Regions from separate parts of the Pan troglodytes genome. Here all the other regions are linked to region 3. Evidence: chromatin contacts called from public Hi-C data. All regions are on one chromosome and are shown on one strand. Each heading gives the region's core, a stretch centred on a gene start, on an enhancer-like site or on the middle of the called end of the contact. The rest is flanking DNA. Distances are from core to core; before and after follow the strand shown. Region 1 overlaps LOC107973828 (a long non-coding RNA gene). Region 2 has its middle 3.1 kb from the start of DLX2. Region 3 overlaps ITGA6 (integrin subunit alpha 6).

Evidence for each region. Hi-C and Micro-C count contacts between places; a contact is called where the count stands out from the background.
Region 1: a contact with region 3 is called in a Hi-C map of stem cell-derived neural progenitor cells, with 8 times the contacts expected there. The contact joins two enhancer-like sites. A contact is called at or near these places in 4 of 7 Hi-C or Micro-C datasets (blood, induced pluripotent stem cells and stem cell-derived neural progenitor cells), 1 of 1 datasets of contacts at active chromatin or transcription factors (stem cell-derived excitatory neurons) and 1 of 1 other capture datasets (stem cell-derived neural stem cells).
Region 2: a contact with region 3 is called in a Hi-C map of stem cell-derived neural progenitor cells, with 5 times the contacts expected there. The contact joins two enhancer-like sites. A contact is called at or near these places in 2 of 7 Hi-C or Micro-C datasets (induced pluripotent stem cells and stem cell-derived neural progenitor cells) and 1 of 1 datasets of contacts at active chromatin or transcription factors (stem cell-derived excitatory neurons).

What each region holds. Positions count from the first base shown.
Region 1 is chr13:74,225,961-74,229,227 of NHGRI_mPanTro3-v2.0_pri, forward strand. The region is part of intron 2 of LOC107973828 (a long non-coding RNA gene); the gene reads left to right. Among named protein-coding and RNA genes, the nearest start is that of DLX2, 66 kb to the left of the region's middle. Within about 2 kb of position 1,466, at least 14 of the 24 cell types and tissues checked have an H3K27ac peak or open chromatin away from gene starts, as enhancers often do. A contact at or near this core is called in stem cell-derived neural progenitor cells, where this site is marked.
Region 2 is chr13:74,163,618-74,166,577 of NHGRI_mPanTro3-v2.0_pri, forward strand. It overlaps a transcript of LOC107973828 not described here. Among named protein-coding and RNA genes, the nearest start is that of DLX2, 3.1 kb to the left of the region's middle. Within about 2 kb of position 1,679, at least 2 of the 24 cell types and tissues checked have an H3K27ac peak or open chromatin away from gene starts, as enhancers often do. A contact at or near this core is called in stem cell-derived neural progenitor cells, where this site is marked.
Region 3 is chr13:74,514,422-74,517,665 of NHGRI_mPanTro3-v2.0_pri, forward strand. It overlaps ITGA6 (integrin subunit alpha 6), which reads left to right. Exons shown (of 25, transcript XM_016950041.4): 2 at 1,400-1,524. Among named protein-coding and RNA genes, the nearest start is that of ITGA6, 40 kb to the left of the region's middle. Within about 2 kb of position 1,755, at least 3 of the 24 cell types and tissues checked have an H3K27ac peak or open chromatin away from gene starts, as enhancers often do. A contact at or near this core is called in stem cell-derived neural progenitor cells, where this site is marked.

The DNA of each region.
Region 1 (3,267 bases), core at 216-2,715, 290 kb before region 3:
TTGGCCAGCAGCTTCTTGATTGTAGCAGAGGTGGCATCATTTCACACGGGGCTGCTATAGCAGCAGAACCAGATTTGGCTTGGGGCTTTTTGTTCTCTGGCCAATTATCTGATGTGACTTTGGAATTATTACTAGAAGCTCAGTCTAGAGTCTGTTTCTTGCCAAACTCTCCCCTACTACCTCCAGTTTGGTGATTCTGGAAGTTATATGACACCCTGTTACAAATATCTTGCTCAAACTAGCCAGGAGCTAGACCCTTATTCCCTGTAGCTAGACCCTTACTGATTGATGCAGGGCCTGACCTCCCCATGTGACTATTGACTGGGTGCTGGTGTAAATCAGCAATGACAAAAAAGCAATACAGTTAGTGAATATGTTGAAGAGATCACAAATCTATCCCTATAGGATACATTTTTTAAAACTCTGAATTTATCAAATTATGGCTTAGTATTAAATGTCCGGTGATAGCTCACACATGGGTTCAAAAAATATTGTTTGTAAATAAAAACGACTGTGTTAGATGCCCTAAGATACGTCTCTTCTTCTAAGATATTGAAAAACTCAGGTAAGCGTTTAAATAAAATTGCTTCATAACATGTCAGAGTAGAAAAAAAGCATTATTTCAAAATCAATGTATTATTTCACATGTGTGATTTAAGCTTTTATGTGTAACTAAATGAATAAATCCAATCCTATACACTGACATTTAACTCATATATATCCTAAACATTTATGTTTTCAAGTTGGCTAAAAGAATTCCTAAAACCGCAACTTTTTTTTTTGAGGAACTTTTCTCTTGCAACACGTGGGCTCACCATACGTTCAGGGTGCCCTGATGTTCAAGTTATATGGTATTAATATGGCCTGAAACTGACGTGCAGAGGGCGTCCATTGAAAAATGCTGGTCTACTGGATCAAGGTTCACAATATATGGCTATTTGGTGTTCAATAAACATTTTTTTTTTTTTAAGACAGATTCTTACTTTGTCACCCAGGCTGGAGTGCAGTGGTGCCATCCTGACTCACTGCAACCTCCGCCTCCCGGGTTCAAATGATTCCTGTGCCTCAGCCTCGCGAGTAGCTGGAATTACAGGTGCGCACCACCACACCCGGCTAATTTTTGTATTTTTAGTAGAGACAGGGTTTCACTATGTTGGCCAGGCTGGTCTCGAACGCCTGATTTCAGGTGATCCACCGGCCTCAGCCTCCCAAAGTGCTGGGATTTTAGATGTGAGTCACCGCGCCCAGCCCAATACACTTGTTAAGTGACAAATAAAATTGGCGAGTGAGTGTTGCTGTTGTGACTTTGCTGCTTTTTTCTTTCCTGTTCTTAACTGCTGCAGGGTTTCTTTCTGTCTTGGTGCCTATTCCTAACACAGATGAGGAAGATAGGATCTCTGCTTCAGGGAGCTTGTAGGGTCTGTTAAAGGGAATGACATGCAGATTCAATTCACAGGGAACGTGGTAAGAGCTGAGAGACTGTTACAATGGCCGCGAAAGCCAGCGAGCCAGGGGACGTTTCCACTTAGCCAGAGGCCAACGTCACAAAGCAGGTGGCATTTTGGTCGAGCCTGCTTATAAGCCTAGTGTCTATAGATTTTATTAAATCATTGGAGTCATTCTTCAGGTAGAAACGGACCTTCCTTGACTTCATAAATTACAAGATGTCTGGAATTCTGAATTTTATCCCTCCAAGTCCCTCCACCAGAACTTTCCAGCACTTCGATTTTCTTCTACAGCGTGAGGGAAGGGTCAGGTTTAGACATTGTCTTGGCAAACAGATCAGCCCTCTCCATTTAGGAAGGAGGAGGGAAGCTCCCGCGGCCACATTTCCTGGAAGGCTGCAGGTGAGGGCTCGGGCGGTGGCTGGCCGTGGTCCGGCGCAGTTTCCCCGCGGCCCGCTGGGTCGCACTGTGGCCTTAGGAATGTGGGCCGGGGCAGGGCAGCTTGGGAGCGCGCTGCAGCCAACGCCGCGTTCAGCCCCGGGCGCAACTGCAGTCGTGCCGGGGGCCTCCGGGGCCCCGACCGACCGAGAGCTCTTTCAGACCGCAGCGAAGTTTGCACACACGACAGCACTTCCCGGGGCTAGGATCTTGCCCGCCTGCGGGGCTGACCTGCACCACCCTCGGGGAAGCGCGAACTGCCGCCCCGCTGCCGGGAGTTAGGCGCCCGGGCCTGGGTCGCTCCCACAGACGGCTCGGACGGCACGAACGAGCGGACCCCAAGGATAGTGGGCTGGGGAGGGGTCCAGTCGTGGTCACGGAAGCGGGTGGTCCTCGCGCCGGGCTGCACTCATTCTGACTAGCAATATGCTGGTGGAAAGTGCTACTCCAATGCCTTTATCGTTGCGTTGCTATCATTTTCTTTGTATCTACATAAATTTTTTTATTTTATTAAAAAAATATTTTTTTGGCCTTGCTTCCTCCTCCAGCGTTTGACTTTCCATTGTTGCTCAGTGCTTGGGTGGGATGTGGACTCTCTTTCCTTGTGACAGCAGAGCTCAGAGTACCATGAATCTCCCTCCCCTCTACCTTGCTTTAAATGGCTATTTCTTTTTTTAATTAACTAGTTTTAAAAATGGAAAAAATAGTAAGTGCACATGGCAGAAAATTCAAACAGTACAGATACAGAAGCCTCTTCCCCTTTCAGACCAGGCAGCCACTGCTAATATTTTCTTTTGATTCCTTCCAGAACACAAGTATATGGCTATCTCCTTTCAAATGCGTCCCCATCCCCAAACTGGGTCATCTGCCCTCCCGCCTCAGCTCCCCCTTTATCATGTATCTTGGAGATGACCTCACATCAGCATGTGTGGGTGTACGGCATTCTTTTAGATGGCTGCCTGGTGTTCTGTATGTTATACCAGCACCCCGTAATTATTCTATCGGCCACGATGGAAGGATATGGCGGTTGTTTCCAGTCTTTTGCTATGACAAACAATTCTGCAGTGAACATCTGTGTGTATATCTTTGAGTACGTGTGCAACCATGTCTATAGAATACATTCCTAGAAGTGGAATTGTCTCCTTGAAAAATATTTGCATTTAAAATTTTATAGATTTTGCCAATTGACCACCAAAGGTGGTACCTATTGATACGCTCATCAGTGACTGCTCCCCATTTCCCTCGTTGTTCACACTAGGTTTATCGCACTTTTAAAATATTTGCCAAGGTGAGCAAATAGGCTTTAAAAGTAGAATTTCATTCTAGTTTTCATCTTTTAAATTTTGAGTACAATTTATTCTTTTCCACATGAAAAAAGAGCTAC
Region 2 (2,960 bases), core at 429-2,928, 350 kb before region 3:
GTCTCACTCTGTCACCCAGGCTGGAGTGCAGTGGCGCCATCTTGGCTCACTGCAACCTCCACCTCCTGGGTTCAAGCGATTCTCCTGCCTCAGCCTCATAAGTAGCTGGGATTACAGGCGCGCGCCACCACCCCCGGCTAATTTTCGTATTTTTAGTAGAGATGGGGTTTCACCATGTTGGTCAGGCTGGTCTCGAATTCCTGACCTCGTGATCTGCCCGCCTTTTGGTGTTTTGACTTCAAATTCCAACTCTTTCTGTCACCACAGTGGTGGCTGCTTTGATCTAATGTAGAAAAAAAAAATTCCCTGAAAAAGACAATTTTAAAAATCCAACCACCTGCTGGGCACGGTGGCTCACACCTGTAATCCCAGCACTTTGGGAGGCCAAGGCGGGCAAATCACCTGAGGTCAGGAGTTCGAGACCAGCCTGGCCAACATAATGAAACCCCATCTCTATTAAAAATACAAAAATTAGCCGGGTTTGCTGGTGGGAGCCTGTAATCCAAGCTACTTGGGAGGCCGAGGCAGGAGATTCGCTTGAGCTGGGGAGGCAGAGGTTGCAGTGAGCCAAGATCATGCCATTGCACTGCAGCCTGGGTGACACAGCGAGACTCTGTCTCAAAAAAAAAAAAAAAAAATCCAACCACCATGTCTTCTTCTCTCTGTTCTTTGTTCCCACCCTAAATATGTTCTCCAGGCTTTTTCATGATGGCAAATTTGTTGTATTTTATTTATTCAGTAACTTCCATTAATTAGCAGCCCAAAGTCTAGATCAGCCGGGATCTGGAAAATGGTTTCTTTCTGGAAGGAAATGACTGGAGCCCCACTTTATCTGGAAAACAAAGGATTGTGTACATGGGGGAAAGAGGGGGCAAAGAAGAGACCAGAGGCAATGAGCAAGCGGGAAGAGTGTGAGGGAGGGGGAAAGGGAGACAGAACCCACAACTGCATTTGGAGAATCAAGTAGAGACTTGAGGTATCAGTTCTGATAATTTGAACACAAGTCTGGGTTTAGCCAAATTATCTGATTACTGCACCACAATGTCCAAACGATTTGCTTACTTTGGTCTGAAGTCAGGGAAGCAGTGGCATAGGGAATTGACAGTTTTGTCTACAGTCAGAGTGACGCCCATCTCCTTAGTGATCTGAGAGGAGTGAAGGGGAGGCTTAAAACGAGTTTGGGAGAACACTGGTGCTTGAGGGCGGCCAGCTACCTCTTCTGCCCCAGGGCACTTTCTTTCCCCTTCTCCGTTTTCGGATTTCTCTGACTTCGGCGTTCTTTTGCTCCGCAGGAACATAGAGAACGGTGGGGGTAAATAAGGGGAGCCTGAAGTTTCTGCTCTGTGCTTGCGTGTTCGACTCCCATCGCCGAGACTTTCTTCTGCTTTGGATCGCTTGTCCCAGGCTGACGCCGCGCTGCGACGTCTCCCCTCGTAGGAGCCTAACGCCAACCCCTGCGCCAGGCAGGGATGGAATCATCATTCTCATTGTATAGATGGACACTGAGGCTCGAGAACGGAAACGACTTCTTTTGAGTTGGGTGCCCCTCCCCCCTTGCCAGGCAGCCGCCTTTCTCTGTTGCCATAGCACAAATCACAAGGGTATTTATGGTAAGCCTTAGTTGAACAGCTCCAGGTCTCCAGAAGACAGCGAGCTGGAGAGGACAGGTCTGCGCTTTGCTCTCAGACCCTTGCCCCACCGCTAGCCTGGGGCAGGATTCCAGCCTTCGCCTAGCCGGGCGCTTTGCTCTGCCGGGCTATTGGGCGTCCTCCGCTGCATAGAAAGCCAGCCCAGTTGGGTATTACTGGGGAGAGGATGCCTCCTGTCGGCAGGGAGCTGGGGTGGGCGCCCGGGTGCCCTCAGTGCGTGGCAGGGCCGGGCCCATTTTCACTCTCCTTCCTCACTCGGGGGATGGGAGGGCTGCATGCGCTGCTGCTCCTACTCCTCACAGTCTCGTCGAGGGTCCCGGAGACGGGAGTTTCCGGGCCGCTGGTCCAAGAGGCAATGTCAGTTTCGGTACCTTTGTGTTTTCGTCCCCGAAGTAGTAGCTCTAGGAACCTGCGCTTTCGAATCCCTTTGGGGTTTGTCCTAAAACTCAAAGACGTTGGAAGAGGGAGGATTTGGTTATGAGAACCTCCCAGCTCAGCCTTTGCGACCAAACCGGCAGTGCTTTTGTTCTTACTTCATTGGCTAATTGCAGCTTCTTGGGACAACTCTGGCTGGGTCCTTTCGCATTGCTGGTCTCCTCAACCTGATTTTCCCTTCGACCCCTAAGGCAGCCTCGAGGGACTCCGGGAGCCATCAGCTCTCCGCAGCCCCTTGGGCCGGCAGGCAGACGCGACCCCTGACTAGGGATCTGCGTCCTGGGATTTCACATTTTTTCTTTTCCTGCATGGACCTGGCGAGAGGACACAATGGGATCACTCTTGGGGAGCTAAAACTCGGCCTGTGCAGGGAATGGGTGGGTCCTCTGGTCTCTGCTGCCACGGCTTCCCAGCTCAGAGGTTGTCTCGGGTTTCTACCATTTTAAAAATTATTATTATTATTATTATTATTTTGAGACGGTGTTTTGCTCTTGTTGCTCAGGCTGGAGTGCAATGGCGCGATCTCAGCTCACCGCACCCTCCGCAACTGAGGCGATTCTCCTGCCTCAGTCTCCCGAGTAGCTGGAATTACAGGCATGTGCCACCACGCCCTGCTATTTTTTTTTTTTTTTTGGTATTTTTAGTAGAGATGAGGTTTCTTCATATTGGTCAGGCTGGTCTCGAACTCCCGACCTCAGATGATCCTCCTGCCTTGGCCTCCCAAAGTGCTGAGATTACAGGCCTCAGCCACCGCGCCAGGCCTACTGTTATTTTTTTAAGAGTCAGAGCTTCACTCTCTCACTCAGGTTGGAGTGCACTGGCGCGATCACAACTCACTGCAGCCTCGAATTCCTGGGCTCAAGGGATCCTCCTTCC
Region 3 (3,244 bases), core at 505-3,004:
TGTTATCCATGAGCCACCCCTCCTTCTCTGTCTGGGCATCATCTGGCCCCCCTCCCTGCTTTCCAGGTACACTTGCCTCCCGTGGCACCTGCTGCATGATATTGGTTTTAAAAAAATATGTTGAATCCTTTATTGGAATTATTCCTTTATTGGGACCCAACAGGCATGAAGGTAATAGAGACTATTTGGTTTGTATTTTCATTTGTTTTGCTTTTGCTTCTGAGATTGGTGGGTTTCTTGACGGCCAGGAGTGGCTTGTTTTCTGTTGTAAGAATTTGTTGTTTGTACAGGTTCGTGTTCCCAGTCCTTTTCCTCAGCTCCAGCCTTGTTTCCAAAACTGTCAGCTCTTGGTTTATCTCTGTCCAGTCAGGTGTGTGTTCTTTGTCTTTGTTTCTTGTCCTAGTTGTTCCATGAGTCAGCCAGGCCTCAAAGATTGTAAACCCGATGGTGAGTAAAGGTGTTAGCAAAAGAGACCTAGCAGCAAGGTCGTTGGATCTCTAAAGAGCCTGTCCAGCTGTGAGATGGTGAAATTTTAAGGACTGTGGATTTGGACTGGGGGCCTCCTTATAGGAGATAAAAACACTCGGCCGGGGGGAAGAAGGAATATTACAGTGCCTAGTACATAAGTGGAGCTACACCAGTTGTCCCTGAATCCTTTGTGGGAGACTGATAGGATGAGAGAGGACGAACTCTTGTAATGTGACAAAAGTGCAAGGAAGAACTGACTTGGAAGAACAAACATCAACTTGTACACCTCAGATATATCTGCTTTTTATTTGTCCATTCTACCCTAATAAAACTGGAGGGAAAAAAAAAAGAATTGGAAAGAGGCCAAGGCTGCAAGTGAATAATTCAGTCGAGTTGTATCTTACTTACCGTTAGGTTCTCTCAATTAGTATATAAACTGAAAATCTAAGATATAGTCAGAATTACCCTTGAAAACTACCTCAGGAAGGCACAGTGTTAGAAACTGACATATTATTGCTTATTACATTTAGTGTGGCCATTTTTTCCTTCCATTGTCGCAAGTATTTGGTTTCTTCTCTTGAGTTTCATATGATATCCCTGGCATCATAGGGGCTTAGAGGTTGTATTCTATGAAGAGGGTGTCTTTTAAACACCAGATCATACCCAGCAAGAAATGCTGATACTATGAGAGACAGGCCTGTTTTCCTCGTTTTGGTATCCCCTCTTTGGCTTCCCCTGTTTAGTTGTGTTTGTGCGTTTTGCAGGAACAAGCCATAGGACTCTACATTTGTTCTCACTCACTGCCTAAGCTGTTGAAGAATTAGTGGACTCCTAGACAAAGAATAATCCCACTATCTCCTAGTTCTGACTGATTTAACTGTTAAACGTATATTAAATTCAAATCTCCAAATTGTCTCTGTTTCATCAACAGGTTGCTCGTGGGGGCCCCGCGGGCAGAAGCGCTTCCACTGCAGAGAGCCAACAGAACGGGAGGGCTGTACAGCTGCGACATCACCGCCCGGGGGCCATGCACGCGGATCGAATTTGATAACGATGGTGCGTTCCTTTCCCTCACTCAGCGTTCACTCCGGCAGCTTGCCTGTACTGTTTCCATGAGGGAGGAGAGTGGGGACAAACATTTATTCTTGTAGAGAGGACCTCTTTTAATTGCATCAGACTCGACTGTTTTTTATTTGCCCTGAAAATATTTACTTACTTTACTTCTGAATCATACTGGGATGCCGCGTGTTTTGCTGCTCCTCCTAACCGTGGTTTCTAAACCGATATGGTGTAGGCATGTTGCCACCTAGTGATGTGTTGAGGTTCTGCAGGAGGTTGTGGAAAAACTGATTTCATAGCAATGAAGAGAATGAATGAGCGTATCTTGTATTCATCAGCCAAAAGTTCTCACATGCTGTTAAAATATTTGGGAGAAAGACAGTTTTAAATATGAGACCCCTTTGGAATGAGAGCTGGCTAACAGAGATAAAGTTTTCCCTCCTGTCTCAGATAGAGACTTGTTTTGTTAAGGGCTCTGGATAGGTAGAAGATACCATGAGGTAGGCATGTTGACATCCAATGTACCTGGCTTCTTGTAGGTTAAGCAGAGCAGTTAGTGTACTGAGAAGCTCTAGCCAAACCTCGTTTGATATGTTCGGTCTAAGTAGATTTGCAGATTCGTGTCTATGTTCTTCTCTTGCTTCTTCATCTTTTAGAAATAACATTTGTTGGCCAGGCGGCGGTGGCTCACACCTGTAATCCTAGCATTTTGGGAGGCCGAGTTGGGTGGATCATTTGAGGTCAGGAGTTCAAGACCAGCCTGGCCAACATGGTGAAACCCCATCTCTACTAAAAATACAAAAATTAGCCGGGCATGGTGGTGTACGCCTGTAGTCCTAGCTACTTAGGAGGCTGAGGCGTGAGAATTGTTTGAACCTGGGAGGCAGAGGCTGCAGTGAGCCAAAATCGTGCCACTACACTCCAGCCTGGGTGACAGAGCAAGATACCATCTCAAGAAAAGAAATAACATGTGTTCTTTTATTAGAAACTAATATGTGTTAATTTTAAGAAGCTGGTAAAATACACAGACCTATGAAGAATAAAAAAACCCACTGGCAATCTCAGTATCTAGACTTATTTTTTAACATTTTGGCATTTTTCCTTCTGTCTAAAGTTGTTTAGTTTCATGTTTTTGTAATGATTCAAGATTAAAACTTGTGTCTGTATTGCTACTTATGGAGGAGTGCAAAATTTGGATATAGGTCACACAGTGGGTTTAAATTGATACTGAAATGAGCGCCTGGTGGTGGTTGTGGTCCCCGTCTCTCTGACTAACAGTAACTGTCCTGTTTGGCATTGATACATTGTCAGCTACAAGATCCTAAAGTAAATCTGAGTCTTTTTCTCCCATCTCCAGTAAAGAAAAGAACATTTAATGCTGTTAAATAAAAAAATTGGGGACTATATAGAGAAGTACCCATTTTTTTTGTTAGTTTGGATGGTAGCTGCAGTTTGGAATACTAGATTTTACATTGTTGCCTTAAGAGATGTATTTTGGAGGGCTCCCTTAGTCTTACAGTTTCACTTACCTTCTGCATTCAGGACCCTAGGTATCAAGAGATGGCAAAGGGTATTGTTGGACAAAATAGGCAACTATATAGAGCTAAGTACTTTATGTTTCAAATTTTTGAAAGATTCCAAAAACCACATCTCTGTTTCCTTGAGATGACAAGTAATTTTTCTGGATTGAGTAACTGAATTTATTGAGTAGCTAGAC